Linked DNA regions of Sus scrofa: all the other regions are linked to region 1. The links are chromatin contacts, called in public Hi-C and promoter capture Hi-C maps. All regions are on one chromosome and are shown on one strand. The core of a region is the stretch at or near the end of the contact, and the rest is flanking DNA. Distances in the headings are between cores, read along the strand shown.

Region 1 (3,316 bases), core at 531-3,030:
CAATAATCCGGCAACACAAGGGCAAACTTCCTAACTGACTGGAGGTGAAATAAATACTTAATAAATACTTTGTTTTTAGATGAGGACTTCAGCTAAGTGGGTGCATCCCCACTGCCTGATAACACAATAGACTATTTCAACTGAGTGAGAGCCAGGCATACCAGCTATGAGGAGCAAGCTTAGATGCGAAACCCTTACGTCCTCTTCTCTCCTTGATCTCCCCCAAATCTGGGCCCCAAAGCCACGGCAGTTCAGCTCCAAGAGTCCCCTTGAGAGCTGAAGAGGTCAGAAGGGAGAAAACTGCCTCCAACCTACCAAGCACCCAGTAAAAGACCGGGTAGATGGCATGGAGCAAAACTGACTGAGGCTGAAGGAGAGAAGACCAGCCCTGGAGCCCGCATCTCTCTGGCTTCCAACTAACCAAAAATAAAGTGTGCTCCTGGCCAGGCACTTTCATGCACCTCACCAAAACTTTGCATGGTAGGTATGCTGTAAGCCCTGTTTTACATACCAGGAAATTTGCCCACAGTCATGTAATATGCTCCCAGTACTCCTTCCATTACTCTATGCTGCCTACATCATAATCTCCACTTAGTCTAAACCCTTTGCAAGGGCAAATTCAAGTGTAGAGCAACCTGAAGTCTTACTCCATTTTGAAGACCCTCTTTTTTAAAAAACACAAGTTATCTTCCTTTTGCAAATTTTACAAAAACATATAATCATGTGAACACAGTGACGGGGCCCTGCCCCAAGCCTTGGAAGCCCCTAATGGGGCTTCAACTGCCCCCCACGGCCTTACATATCTTTATAAGCCTACAACTCTAGAACAATGCAGGGTACAGAGTAGGCATTCAGTAACTGCTGAATAACTGATTTCTTCGGCCGTACCTCAATTGCTCATTCCCTTTCTTTTACCCTAGGATTCCCTTCCCCCAATCTTCTCCCTGGGGAAAGCTCCTGTTCCCTGACACCCTCCTTCCCCCATCCAGCAACAAAGCCTAGTGGCTGAAGAGAGCACTGGCCCCGGAGTTAAAACTCTGAATACAGATCTTGTCTCTGCCAGTTATTAGCTGTGTGACCTCGGCTGTGTAAGCTGCCCGAGTCTCAGTTTCCCCTCCAGTAAATGGGGATCCCAACCTCCTTGCCCTGCAGGGTTGCCGTGATTAACTCAGATGATGCAAGCGAAACGTTTAGCACCAGGCCTGGCACTTATCAACTCAATAAAGGGAGCTGTTGCTAACAACCACCTCAAGCTCCCGCCCCCTCCCTTCGCAGCGGCTCCCGCGAGTATCGCTCCCAATGCAGTCCCCCGCTCCGAAGGTCCCCAAAGCTCACCTCGCAGACGCCCAGCCCCTCCCGGCCCCGCCGCCTAGGCGAGTGAGGCCCGGCCGCAGGAAGAAGAAAATAAGGCCCAGTAGACCCGCCCACCCTTCCCGAAGTCCATTGGCCGTGAGAGATTGGAAAGAGCCAATCTCAGGACCCATTTCAGAAGCTCCTGCTCCCAATGGCCGAGAACCATGCCTATCACTCGCCGCTGAAGGCCACCCTCCGCCCCTCCCCCACCGAAGCTCACGGTCACGGCTACAGCAGCAACAGACCGAAAGAATTCAAAAACCCTGTGGTTCTTACTTAAAGCCCGCCGCCCCGGCAGGGCTAAGGCCCGGCCTCTGCTGTCGCCACTAGCCGATCCCACTGCTTTTCCAGCCGGCGAACGACGAAGCTCCGCCTTCTCTAAAGTCGGCCTCTGCGCAGCCGCATAGCGCTCCACAGAGTCAACCAATCCGAGGGCTTCTATAAGCCTTCAAACAGCCAATGAGCGCGCGCCGTAGCCGCCCCAAAGTCCGGGCAAATCAATCTGCTCAGCCTATGAGCGCTGGCTAGCGCTGTTGCCAGGAGGAAACGCTGTACCACTCGGGACCGCGGCCACTGAGCATCTCGGCTGAATTGGCGAGCTGGCCAATCGTAGACAGGCTTCTGGCCGCCCGTAGCTAATCTCGATTGCAAGAGGCGAGTGCCTAGAAATGAGATGGTCGCCCAGGGTAAAGGCGATGATGAAGCTATTGTAGGCAAGGGTGGGGACAGTCTTTTGGGGGTGAGTAGAACCCTTGTCTGAGGGGAACGTGCACTGAGGACCCAGAGGGGCAGCTTCCGAGGTCAAGGAGTTTCTGATACAGTGACCGACCTGCCCCGGTTTGCCTGGTACTCAGTTTTAAAACGCAAAGTCCCGTGTCTTGGGAACCCCCTCGTTTGCCCACAAACCGGGACATTCGTTGAAAAGAGCAGTCAGTTCCTAAAGGGAAAGGAACTCTGAGGGTCATTAGGACGAGTCCTGAGGGGGGATGTCCTTAGGGTCATTAAAAAGCAGCTCCTCGGGGAGCAGGGATTTGGGGTCATTAGGAGCAGCTCTTGGGGTGGGAGAAGATCCTGGGAGTCATTAGACACACTTCTGGAGGGTGAGGGGGTTCTTGGAAGTCATTAGCAACTGTTCCTGAGGGGTAGTGAGTCACTCTAAGGAGCCCCCAGATTGTCATGGGTGATGGAAGGAGGCATAACTCTGAAAAGTAGAAGACCCACAACCAGAGTCATAAAAGATGTACAAAATTACTTTCTAGTGCTGTAGTGCACTAGAAAGAGCTGTGGAGTCAGATCTTGGAGTTCTCTTGCGGCACAGTGGATTAAGGATCCAGCATTATCACTGCAGTGGCTTGAGCTGCGGCTGATATGGCAGGGGTTCAATCCCTGGCCCAGGAAATTCTGCATGCCATGGGCGTGGCCAAAAAAATTAAATTAAAATTGTTTTAGGAGTTCCCGTCGTGGCGCAGTGGTTAACGAATCCGACCAGGAACCATGAGGTTGCGGGTTCGGTCCCTGCCCTTGCTCAGTGGGTTAACGATCCGGCGTTGCCGTGAGCTGTGGTGTAGGTTGCAGACGCGGCTCGGATCCCGCGTTGCTGTGGCTCTGGTGTAGGCCGGGGGCTACAGCTCCGATTGGACCCCTAGCCTGGGAACCTCCATATGCCGCGGGAGCGGCCCAAGAAATAGCAACAACAACAAAAGACAAAAAAAAAAAAAAAAAAAGAAAATTGTTTTAAAAAGAGCTATGGAGTCAGATTTGTGTTCAAAATCAGTCACTCCCTGGAGTTCCTGTCATGATTCAGGGGTAATGAACTAGTATCCATGAGGACGTGGGTTCCATCCCTGGCCTTGCTCCGTGGGTTAAAGATCCAGGGTTGCTGTGAGCTGTGGTGTAAGTCACAGACAGGGCTCAGATGTGGTGTTGCTGTGCCTGTGGCCGGCAGCTGCAGCTCCAATTTGAC
Region 2 (3,185 bases), core at 661-3,160, 220 kb after region 1:
GAGATAAAATTTTCAGAAATGCAAATCAAGAACTTGACAAATGAATTTCAGACCGAGTGAGACTTCCAGGAGTATATGTTTTGATGCCAAGTTACTTTAGGTTTGCAGTGCTCAATATGGTACCCACTGCCATACGAGGTTACCCAGCACTTGAAATGTTGCAAGTCCAAAGTGAGATACGCTCTAAGTATAAAATACACTCCGGGTTTTAAAGACTTGGTACAAAAAAAAGAATGTTAAATATCTCATGTGTTTTTAAATGTTTTGAAAAATGATGACACTGGGGGAATATGGGGTCAAATCAAATATATTAAAATTACTTTTACCTGTTTCTTTTTACCTTTCTAAATGTGGCTACCAGAAAACTCACATATATTTGGCTTGCACCAGACTGCTATTAGACAATGCTGTTTTAGATTATGTCTAAAAGGTATGCTGTATTTCACTACGACATCGCTCCATGTCCTCTCATTTTAATCCATAACAAAACATACTCCACATTCCTTCATGGATTTTTCTTATTACTGCTATTTCTGATGCATAGGCTACTCCGCCATTGATTCTTTTAAATAGGGTAGTTTCCTACAACCACGTTTAATCCTGGGTCTTGTTACATCACATGCCAAGGATCAGGAGATTTACCATCCTGTGGCAACTGTACTGCTTATACTGGAAACATTATGACCACCATACTACAGCAGACCACCTGTTTGGGAGTCTTAGCTCCGCTACTTAACTAGCTGTGTAACTTTGTTACCCTTAACATTTTGTGCCTCCGTCTCCTCAACTGAAAAATGGGGATAAATAATCACGTCTGCTTCTTCGGGTTGAGGGTATCAACTGATGGGGTAAAGCAGGACGACGCGGCACGCATTCGATATGTTATGACAACTCTTTTGTGTCATTTCATTTCACACGTCTCTCACCCTTCCCGTCTATCATATTCTAATACTGGGCACCTTTCCTGGTGATGTTCTTTTCAAACCAGATCTTCTAACTTCAAAACTTTGCTACTCCCTGGCTGAGGGTAGCACTTGGGTAAGGTACTTAACGTCTCTCACTTTCCAGTGTCTTACATATAAATGAAAGTGGACACAGCCACCTTCCTTGCACAAGTCTGAATAACACAATGCAGATCAAGTTCCTTGCATGGTCCTCAACAACTAAGGGATACCTCATGTGCATTTTCTGGTTTAAAATATGGGATCCTCACAAAACACCCTAAGACAGGTGTTTAAGAAGCAGGAAACAGTCAAGCCTTGCCCGAAGTTGCAGAGATGGCTACAGGGCAGCACCAAACGAAGTGAACGACGTTTCACTCCGAATCAAAAAAGAATCTATATATGTATTTTCCCCACGAAACCGAAGCTGCCTTTCAAAATCATGGCGCTGGAACTAAATTAATTCATGCTGATTATGTCATTCTAATACGTGAAGATATGAAGCACCAGCAAAGTAAAATCAAATTGCAAAATCAAAATAAAGGCTTTGTTAATACCATTAGGAAGTCGGAGAACCCGAGGGCCCCAGAGTTGGCGACGTGAATGAAATCTGAGCAAACAGAACAGAGCGACGAGCTTCTCCTCCAGCCCCCCAAGGAAAGTGCGGACCGCGGGGTGAGGAGATGCAACTGCCGGGCCTTCGGGGCGACCCCCGCCGCCCCCAGACCCGGAGGAGGCCACGGCCGCACCCGGCCGCCGGCCCCTCCCCCGCGGATCTCGGGGACCAGCGCTGCGCCCGCCCGCCCCTCACCTCCGGCTCCGGGCGCTCCGAGGCCATCACACAGCCCTCCCGCGCCGGCCCGGGCCAGAGAAGCCCTTCTGCTCGTGACCCCTGACCCGGCTGCCTCTCGCCCGAAGGAACCGGAAACGAATGGGAGGATCGAATCCCAACTTTCTGATTGGCTGACTTGGAAACCGGAAAAGGAAGTGGTTGACGCAACCTCTGCTCCCGCGATGCAGGTGAGGACCGGGTTGGCGCTCGTGACCGCTACTCAGCGTCGGGGTACCGGGACGGAGAGTGGGCTGGAGAAAGTGAGGAGCTGGAGCTGAGAGGAGTGGGTAGAGTCATCGGCCGACGGCTAAAGGGACGCGGGATGGAGGCGAGGCCCACTGGAGAGGGAGCGGCACTGATGACAGATGGGGGTGGAGCCCGGCTGGGAGACCGAGACGGCCCCTGAGTTGGGAGGGGGAAGGCGGCACCGACTTGCTGGGGGTGGGAAAGGGTCGGTCGTTTGGGAAGGTTAAGATGCAGTCCAACGAAGACAGCTCAAGAAGGTGCCGCATTGGCTCAGGTCCCGGCCCGGGCTGTTGAATGGCCGCTGTTGGCTGCCGACACAGCAGAGGATCGATAACTGGAGAGAAGCCCGAGAGTGGAAGGAATTGTGGGGCCGCAGTGACAAAAGCCAAACTAATATAGTCTGAGGCCAGTGGCTGGAACCCGGAATCAAGGCTACTGTCTTGTATATTGGCGAGTTCGCAAGGCAGTTCTACCTCCTTCCTAGCCTGTGCCCTGTGGTAGTTAAGGATGAAATGAAGTAAAGATGAAGAACCAAGATGGACAGGAAATGCTTGGCAGACAACCCCTCACCAGCATTTAAAATAGTTTAGTACTTAGGGGCATGTGCATTTTTGTTTTTGTTTTTCATTTGTCAGTTTCTTGCACCTGGTAGTCTGTCAGTAAATTTTTATAGCTTGACTAAGCTTGTGAAAGGGGCACAGGAATTTTGGCACAGAGATAAAATGAGTGCAGGTTAATGGAGTTCCTGTCGTGGCTCAGTGGTTAACGAATCCAACTAGGAACCATGAGATTGCGAGTTCGATTCCTGGCCTCGCTCAGTGGGTTAAGGATCCGGCGTTGCCATGAGCTGTGGTGTAGGTTGCAGATGAGTCTCGGATCTGGCGTTGCTGTGGCTCTGGCGCAGGCCAGTGGCTACAGCTCCTATTAGACCCCTAGCCTGGGAACCTCCATATGCCACAGGAGCAGCCCTAGAAAAGGCAAAAAGACCAAAAAAAAAAAAAAAAAAAAAAAAGAGTGCCGGTTAATTCAGCAAAGAGCTTGAAACAGCAAATGCTGAGGACAGAGGAAAGGGGGAAATGGCCGTGGTGGTGGCAGTGGCAGGTGTTCAAAGGAACCTTCACATGTAGGTAGATTTTTCAGAAATTGTGTCATTGGCAGGAACAGCC
Region 3 (3,587 bases), core at 400-2,899, 250 kb after region 1:
GTCTGGGGCCCAGCGCAGCCCACACACTTCCTGGCTGTGGCCACTCAGTGTGGCCACATGGTGTTCTGCCACCCGAACATCATGGTGGTGGATGTGGCCGGAACGTGAGCCACTGCAGGAAGGGGAGAAAGGAATCAGGCCCAACACTGCCAGCAGGCCAGAGCTGCTTCCGTTCAGAGGCGTCCAGTTTGGCGAGAGTGGGCCAAAATAGTGGACGGATTTCACAAGAGACTGGCAAAACCCCACTGACCTGGACAGGATGTAGCTGTTCCAACAGAGGGAGCCCACTCGGGCAGAATGACTGGTCATGTTTCGAAGCCGTTTCTGCTGTTGCACATCCCAGAGCTACAGAGAGACCCCATTAGGATCAGAGATTAGGACTGGTGGGCAAGCGGCTGGGTCTGGGGGTCAACAGAGCTGCAGCACGGGGACAGATCTCACCTGGACCTCAGCACTGCTGGTGCCCACAGCCAGGTAGTTGCCCTCTTTGATCCAGGCCACAGAAGACACATAGTCCCCAGGCTGCTCCATCTGCAGCAGCTGCAGGATGTCACCAGAGCTGGCACTCCACAAGTACACGCTGTTGTCCAAGGCCACAGCCAGTACGTTCCCAGAGCTCCAGTCCACCAGGTTCAGGTCTGCCAGAGGGGGAAAGGAAGAGCCTGCGTCCCAGGGCCCTCTTTCTTATCCAGCGAGCAAGGGGAAGGCTGCACTCACAGTAGTCGTTGCGGATTTCAGGGGCATCCAGGATCCGGTCCGGCAGGGAAGGGATGTATCGGCAGGTCTTCCTGCTGGACCCGGGCGTGGCCTTCTGGCTGTAGAGTACTTTCAGTCTGTTCTGGTAACCTGTGGCAACAGAGTGGCTCTAGACACCTCCCCCTGCCCCTGGCCAGGAGGGCCAGAGCAGCCTCTCCCCTCCTCTGTCTCAGGTGGGAAGGGTGGCCAGCCACCTCAGCTCCCCGGAGCCCTGGGGTTGGAAGGACTGGACACCTCCCTCCAAGAGCTGAGAGCTCCGGGTCTTTACCCTCTGGGGCGTTCTGTGGTTTTCCACTGAGCCGGAGGATCTTGGCTTCCTCCACGTCAAAACCGTTCAGGTTCAGAGCCCAGGCCTTCTGATGTTCCTGGCACAGAAGGGTGGTGCTGAGGCAGGGCGGCCGCGTCCAGGAGGCACAGAGCCGTTTCCCGCCTTAAGCCCCTCCGCCGCATACCTTCTTGGTGGGCGTCTGGCTGTTGTCGGGCTGGTTCTCCTTGCTCAGGAGGAAGCTGGCCACCTCCATCTGGGAGGCACTGCGGTGGGGGATATAGCGATCGCCGCCAGGCTTGCTGGGAGTGGTCTGCATCTTGGAGTTGGATTTGCCTGGGGCGGCAAGGGGGAAGCCAGACGGTCCGACCGGGCTCCCGCGGGAGCAGGCACGAAGCTGCTCTCAGCCCTTTCCTCTCCCGCCCTCGACCCGCCGCCCCCGCCTCACCCGGCGTTCGGCCGGGGGTCCTGCCGGCGCTGTGGGATCGGTTGGCGGCCCGCATGGGCGAGGGGGCCGGCCCCGCGGCTTCCTTCGCTTTGCGCTGCCAGCGCGCGGGAGGTGCATTGGGGATGGGCGCATCCAGCTGCAGCAGGGAGTGCAGGTCGCTCTCGAACACGAACTGGGCCATGGGAGCGGCTGGAAGGGGAGGGGTGCTTGAGGCGGCCGCCCGCGAGCCCCAGGGAGACGCGACCGTGCTCGGCGACGGCCGACCACGCAGGGCCAGCCCTGCCGCAGCCTCTCCGGGCCCGGCACCCCAGCCGCCACCCTACCCCTGCCCCCTCGACGCAGCCGCCTCTCACCGTCCGCGCAGAACAGGCTCCGATCCCGGACCGGCCTCGGCAACGCTGACTTCGGCGTCTTAAACTCTCCGCTCCGAGCATTGATTGGTTCCTTCAAAACCCAACCGTCGCAACCGTCGCCCTCGCCCATTGGCCTCCGGGGCGTAGGGGGCGGGCCTTCCGGGGGAACGTTGAGATCTCACGGGAGTCCCGGAGCGGAGCGGGATTTGAAGGGTGAGAGACAGGCGGAGGCGGGTCGGGAGACCCGGCGTCGGGGGGCGGGGCGGGGCGGGGCTGGGCTCCCCGCGTTCCGCAGTCGCTTCCATTCATTCCTCCGCCTCCCCGCACCCGCCCTTCGCGCTTAAACCCGGCTTGCGGATCTCCTCCTGGATGCGTAAGTGCAGACGTCGGAAGGACCTGGAGCCCTGGAGCTGCTTAGAGGTTGTAGGCAGCGCACCGCCGGCCGGCGGGCAGAGGGGAGCGGGCAGGGCACGGAGAGGAGCGAGGAGTGGACTGAGAACGTGTAGATGCAGAAGGGCGGCCGGAGCGTCCACTGTTTGCTTCGTGCCGGCGGGGAGACCGCTGGGAAGGAAGTAGTGCATGTTTCTGGTTTTAAAAAGTTGTTTTGTTTGTTACCGTTTTACAAACAAGGAAAATGAGGCTTAAAAAGTGGTCCATTTCCGTAGGTCAGGGAAAAGGATCAGGATTCAGGATTGGACGGCTCTGTGAGGGAAACCGTGCCTTCCCCCCACGGGGCTTGAGAGGCGCCAGGGATTTTAGCGACCCCCTAGTCTAATCTGCGCATGGTGCACCCTGGTCTTCCCAGCCACACACCCATGTGTGATGAAGACCTCGAGGCTCCGGAAGGGATGTGTCCGAGGTCGCATGTTGGTGGGAGTCCAGATGCTCCAATACAGACTTGAATGGATTGCGTGATAGGCTTAGAAGCAACAGCAGTAAGAAATAATGAGGGTTATCATTGACGGGCCCTCTGCTGACGGCTGTGTTTACATCAACCTTCCGTCCAGTAAGGCGGAGAGATACTTCATCCCCTTTTTACAAAAAAAGAAATGGGGTCAGGAAGAGGTTAGAAACTTGCCCTAAGGCAAACAGCCACTAACAGCAAGTAGTGGAGCCCAAGTATCCGACTAACCCAAGCAATCTAACCATAAGCTACACCGTCCCAGAGAGAGGCTAGAAAAATCACCTTTTCCATCATTAGCCTAAGCACAACTCTGATGATGACAGAGATCATTTGGGGGCTCTTAACCCAAACTTAATATCGTTATTATCTTTGATTTTGAAGCATTCATGTTGTCTATTTCCCATTACCTTGGAAAACAAGGAGTTAAGTGTCCTAGGACTGGAAATGGGGATTCGTAGACACTAGAGAACACAGGAGTCAGGTTGGCCAGGGCCTTACTTTTTTTTTTTTTTTTCTTCCTCTTTTCTTTTGAGGGCTGCACCTGCAGCATATGGAAGTTCCCAGGTTAGGGGTTGAATCAAAACTACAGCTGCTGGCCTGTGCCACAGCCACTGCAATGCCAGCTCACAGCCACATCTGTGACCTACACCGCAGCTTGTAGCACCGCCAGATGCTTAACCCACTGAGCGAGGCCAGGGATCAAACCCGCATCCTCATGGATGCTAGTTGGGTTCCTAACCTGCTGAGCCACAATGGGAATTCTCAGGGACTTAAATGTTAAGCTAAGGAGTTTGGATTTTATTTGCCAGGCCTTGTAGAATCAGTGAGGGAAGGGTCAAAGCAAACATTTCTTTTTTTTTT
Region 4 (3,205 bases), core at 481-2,980, 170 kb after region 1:
CCTGAGGCTGCACTTCGAGCTGCCTTCCGTCAAAGCAAGCACAGGAAGCAGGTCCAGCTGACTTCTATGCATGGATTGTCTCAGTGTAAACTTACTTTTTTTTTTTTTTTTGTCTTTTTGTCTTTTCTAGGGCCACATCGAGGCATATGGATGTTCCCAGGCTAAGCGTCTAATGGGAGCTGTAGCCGCCAGCCTGCACCACAGCCACAGCAACGTGGGATCCAAGTTGTGTCTGTGATCTACACCACAGCTCACGGCAACGCTGGATCCTTAACCCACTGAATGAGGCCAGGGATTGAACTCGCAACCTCATGGTTCCTAGCTGGATTCACTAACCACTGCACTGGGCCATGACGGGAACTCCTCAACTTACATTTTTGAGATGCCATCTAGCACAGTCGGCAAGAATTTAAGCATGCTCCTATTTTTTCACCATGTAACACCAATCTGGCATCTGCCCATTCAGTTGGGTTATTGGGGCTGAAATAAATCCATTTGAATGATCTCAAGAAACATTAAGAGGTTACAGACACGTGAACCATGGAAAGTCTAAACACTCCAGCCTTGAGAAGTGCAGGTCTGGGAGCAGCCATGAATTTGGCCAATCCTGGGAACGCTACAACAGTGGTGTCTCAACATGTGATTTCTACAGATAGTACTCCGTTCCCTGGTCTCTGCTCCAGCTTTTCTTTACCACCTGGCTCCTGCTTTTTCAGCTTCAACAGCCACCACCATCTCCTGGCAAACCCACATCTCAACTGACTCTCAGTCTTTCCTTGTTTGAATTCTCTAAACAGGGAATCTGGCCAGATGATCTTTCCAAACTAGGAAGGTAATGGATCTTGGGCCAGTCTATGGATTGGCTACCTTTGACTCAGATGTCCCTCTGTGGTCCAATCAGCTGGGACTAAGAGGGCCCAGCCTGTCCAGAGCCGCTCAGTGCAGAGTCCAGGGGTGGGGGCAGTTTTCCTATTAAAGGACTTTGGACCGGCCAAGTCCTCTGGACATCCCTACAAAAAGAACCTAGGGAGGTGACTCAGAGGTGGGCCAGGGGGCGCATTCAAGTGCTTTTCTAGCCCCCACACAGGTAGAAAACCCGCATGTCCAACGAGAGGGCAGTATGATAGATTCTGGGCTGAGTAGGAGTAGAACAGTGAGCAGCTAATCCAAGGTTTTCAAAGGAAAATGCTCACAAAATAATGAGAACGCAGGCCATAAACCGCATATACAGTACAATCAGGATTTCCTAAGAAAAGACCGCCCGTGTTCAGTTTTTGACTTGTAAGGGAAAGTTGACGGGTGTGTTAGACGTCCCTTTTTCGGACACACGGCTTTCAGTCGTTCCGTAGGGAAAAGACACTCTGCTTATAATAAGGGGAAAGCACTAAGCGTGCGTTAGCATCCACGCTCCTTCACGTTAACCCGGCCTCGGGGCGGCCGACTCGCCCACGCCCCCTTCCCCGCCGCCCTCTCCGGTCTGGAAAAGGTGCACTTTTTTGGCCTGTCCACAGTTTTCGCCACGACAGACGGCTTTTCTCCCCCGGGACGGCCGGCAGCCAGCTCGCGGCGGCTTGCGGGGCCAGCGCGCCCCCGCTCGGCCGGGCCGGGCTCCTCCGCGGCCGCCCCCGCCCCGCCCCTCCGCGACCGCCCCGCCCCACCCCCTCCGTGGCCTCCCGCGCCCCGCCCCGCCCCCTCCGCGGCCGCCCGCGCCCCGCCCTCCGCCCCCTCCCCGGCCCCGCCCGCTATCGCGTTCCGGCCTCACGGACTCTGCCCCGGGCGCGCGCGCTCCCGGCGGCCATGGCTCCGCTGCGCTTCTCGGCTAACGTGTCCTGGCTGTTCCCGGAGCTCGCCAGCCTCTCGGCGCGGCTCCGGGCCGCGGGCAGCTCGGGCTTTCAGGCAGCCGAGATCGGCTGGCCTTACGCGGAGCCACCCGAGGCACTGGCGCGCGCGGCGCGGGAAGCAGGGCTGCAGCTGGTGCTGATCAACACGCCCCCGGGTGCGCCGTGCGGGCCGGGCCGGGGCGGGGCGGGCTGGGGCCCCGAGCCGGGAGCTGAGGCCCGTTCTCCCCGCAGGAGACCGCGAGAAGGGGGAAATGGGGCTGGGGGCCGTTCCCGGGAGGCAGGCGGCCTTTCGAGAGGGGCTGGAGCAGGCCGTGCTGTACGCCAAGGCGCTGGGCTGTCCCAGGTATCCTCCCCTCCCCACCGCCCGCCCCTTCCCCTCGGTGACCCCGGGAAGAGGCTCACGGGCCCGAGCGCACTGGCCCTTCCCCGCCCCCTCAGTCCCAGTCTCGTAAAGTGCCTTTGGCATTTTATCTGTGGCGTCGCTCTCCGTTTACAACTCATTCTTGGCCATCTCTTGCTGGGAGTTCAGTCTGGCCGGGGAGATGCATTTGAGGACGGGTCAGTTCTAGGGGGCTCTGGGAGCCGAGACAGCTGCTTACAGTAGTGAGGCGGCACTGGGTCTCAGAGTGGACACTTGCTCATGGAAGGCGCATTCCAAAGAGGGGCTTGGTGTGTTCAGAGTTGATGAGGCGGATGTGGCCTGTCTGCGTTGAGGTGGCTGAGAAAGATCAGGCAGTGAAGGGAGGAGAGGTGGGGGCTCTAAGTGGGGCTGATCAGATAAATGTCAAACCCTGCAGCCTGCAAGCAGGCTGAGGAGGAACCGACAACGTGGGGTTACTGGGGGGTGGGTTCAGAAAACAGATGGGAAGAAGCTAAGAAACACTGTAAGGAGGAGAGACAATCTGTGGAATTGCTGGAAGGATAAGGGTTCAAGGTAATTTTCAGGTGAGACGAGCCTGTTCACGGGCTTGAGGGAAGGACCACGTCAAAGGAGAGGCTGCCCTTACAGGAGGGGCCAGGTGAGGGCCTGAGGCCCCAGGAGGGAGGATGGGTTGAGTCCCAGTCTCTAGGAAAAGGCTTGGCCTTTGGCGGACAGTGGAGCTGCTGGGGGGCCTGAGCATCACGGCCAAGTGGTCCTGACTCGAGACCTGGGGAGGTGGGAGGCCGGCACGGTTGGAGGGCAGCTGGAAGAGGTGCACTCAGGGAGCCTGGACCCCACAGCCCCCTCCAGTCCCGCTTCCCCCACAGGATTCATCTGATGGCTGGCCGGGTGCCCCAGGGGGCCGATCGAGCAGCAGTCAGGGGTGAAATGGAGACAGTTTTTCTGGAGAACTTGAGGCACGCAGCTGGGGTTCTGGCTCAGG

What was found. Promoter capture Hi-C pulls out the DNA fragments that hold promoters and counts their contacts. A called contact is a pair of places that touch in the nucleus more often than the background predicts.
Region 2: a Hi-C map of skeletal muscle shows a contact between it and region 1, with 5 times the contacts expected there. The contact joins the promoter of MED8 here to the promoter of KDM4A in region 1. A contact is called at or near these places in 1 of 5 promoter capture datasets (liver), 2 of 47 Hi-C or Micro-C datasets (fetal liver and skeletal muscle) and 1 of 2 datasets of contacts at active chromatin or transcription factors (alveolar macrophages).
Region 3: a promoter capture Hi-C map of fetal skeletal muscle shows a contact between it and region 1, with 6 times the contacts expected there. The contact joins the promoter of CDC20 here to the promoter of KDM4A in region 1. A contact is called at or near these places in 1 of 5 promoter capture datasets (fetal skeletal muscle) and 1 of 2 datasets of contacts at active chromatin or transcription factors (alveolar macrophages).
Region 4: a contact with region 1 is called in a promoter capture Hi-C map of liver, with 3 times the contacts expected there. The contact joins the promoter of HYI here to the promoter of KDM4A in region 1. A contact is called at or near these places in 1 of 5 promoter capture datasets (liver), 3 of 47 Hi-C or Micro-C datasets (alveolar macrophages, epiblast stem cells and liver) and 1 of 2 datasets of contacts at active chromatin or transcription factors (alveolar macrophages).

Annotation. Positions count from the first base shown.
Region 1 is chr6:167,640,601-167,643,916 of Sscrofa11.1, forward strand. KDM4A (lysine-specific demethylase 4A) reads right to left here and starts at 1,781. Exons shown (of 22, transcript XM_021096835.1): 1 at 1,630-1,781.
Region 2 is chr6:167,859,439-167,862,623 of Sscrofa11.1, forward strand. MED8 (mediator of RNA polymerase II transcription subunit 8) reads left to right here and starts at 1,911. Exons shown (of 8, transcript XM_005665484.3): 1 at 1,911-1,961. The coding sequence starts at 1,956. It overlaps SZT2 (protein SZT2), which reads right to left and starts at 1,883. Exons shown (of 72, transcript XR_002345235.1): 1 at 1,753-1,883. LOC110261243 (a long non-coding RNA gene) reads right to left here and starts at 1,746. Exons shown (of 2, transcript XR_002345237.1): 1 at 1,499-1,746.
Region 3 is chr6:167,888,634-167,892,220 of Sscrofa11.1, forward strand. CDC20 (cell division cycle 20) reads right to left here and starts at 1,650. Exons shown (of 10, transcript NM_001123094.1): 1 at 1,470-1,650; 2 at 1,209-1,357; 3 at 1,025-1,121; 4 at 718-846; 5 at 442-638; 6 at 251-345; 7 at 1-112. The coding sequence starts at 1,650. LOC102158889 (a long non-coding RNA gene) reads left to right here and starts at 2,044. Exons shown (of 3, transcript XR_002345238.1): 1 at 2,044-2,195.
Region 4 is chr6:167,807,333-167,810,537 of Sscrofa11.1, forward strand. HYI (putative hydroxypyruvate isomerase) reads left to right here and starts at 1,731. Exons shown (of 8, transcript XM_003128063.4): 1 at 1,731-1,996; 2 at 2,073-2,184; 3 at 3,090-3,204. The coding sequence starts at 1,798.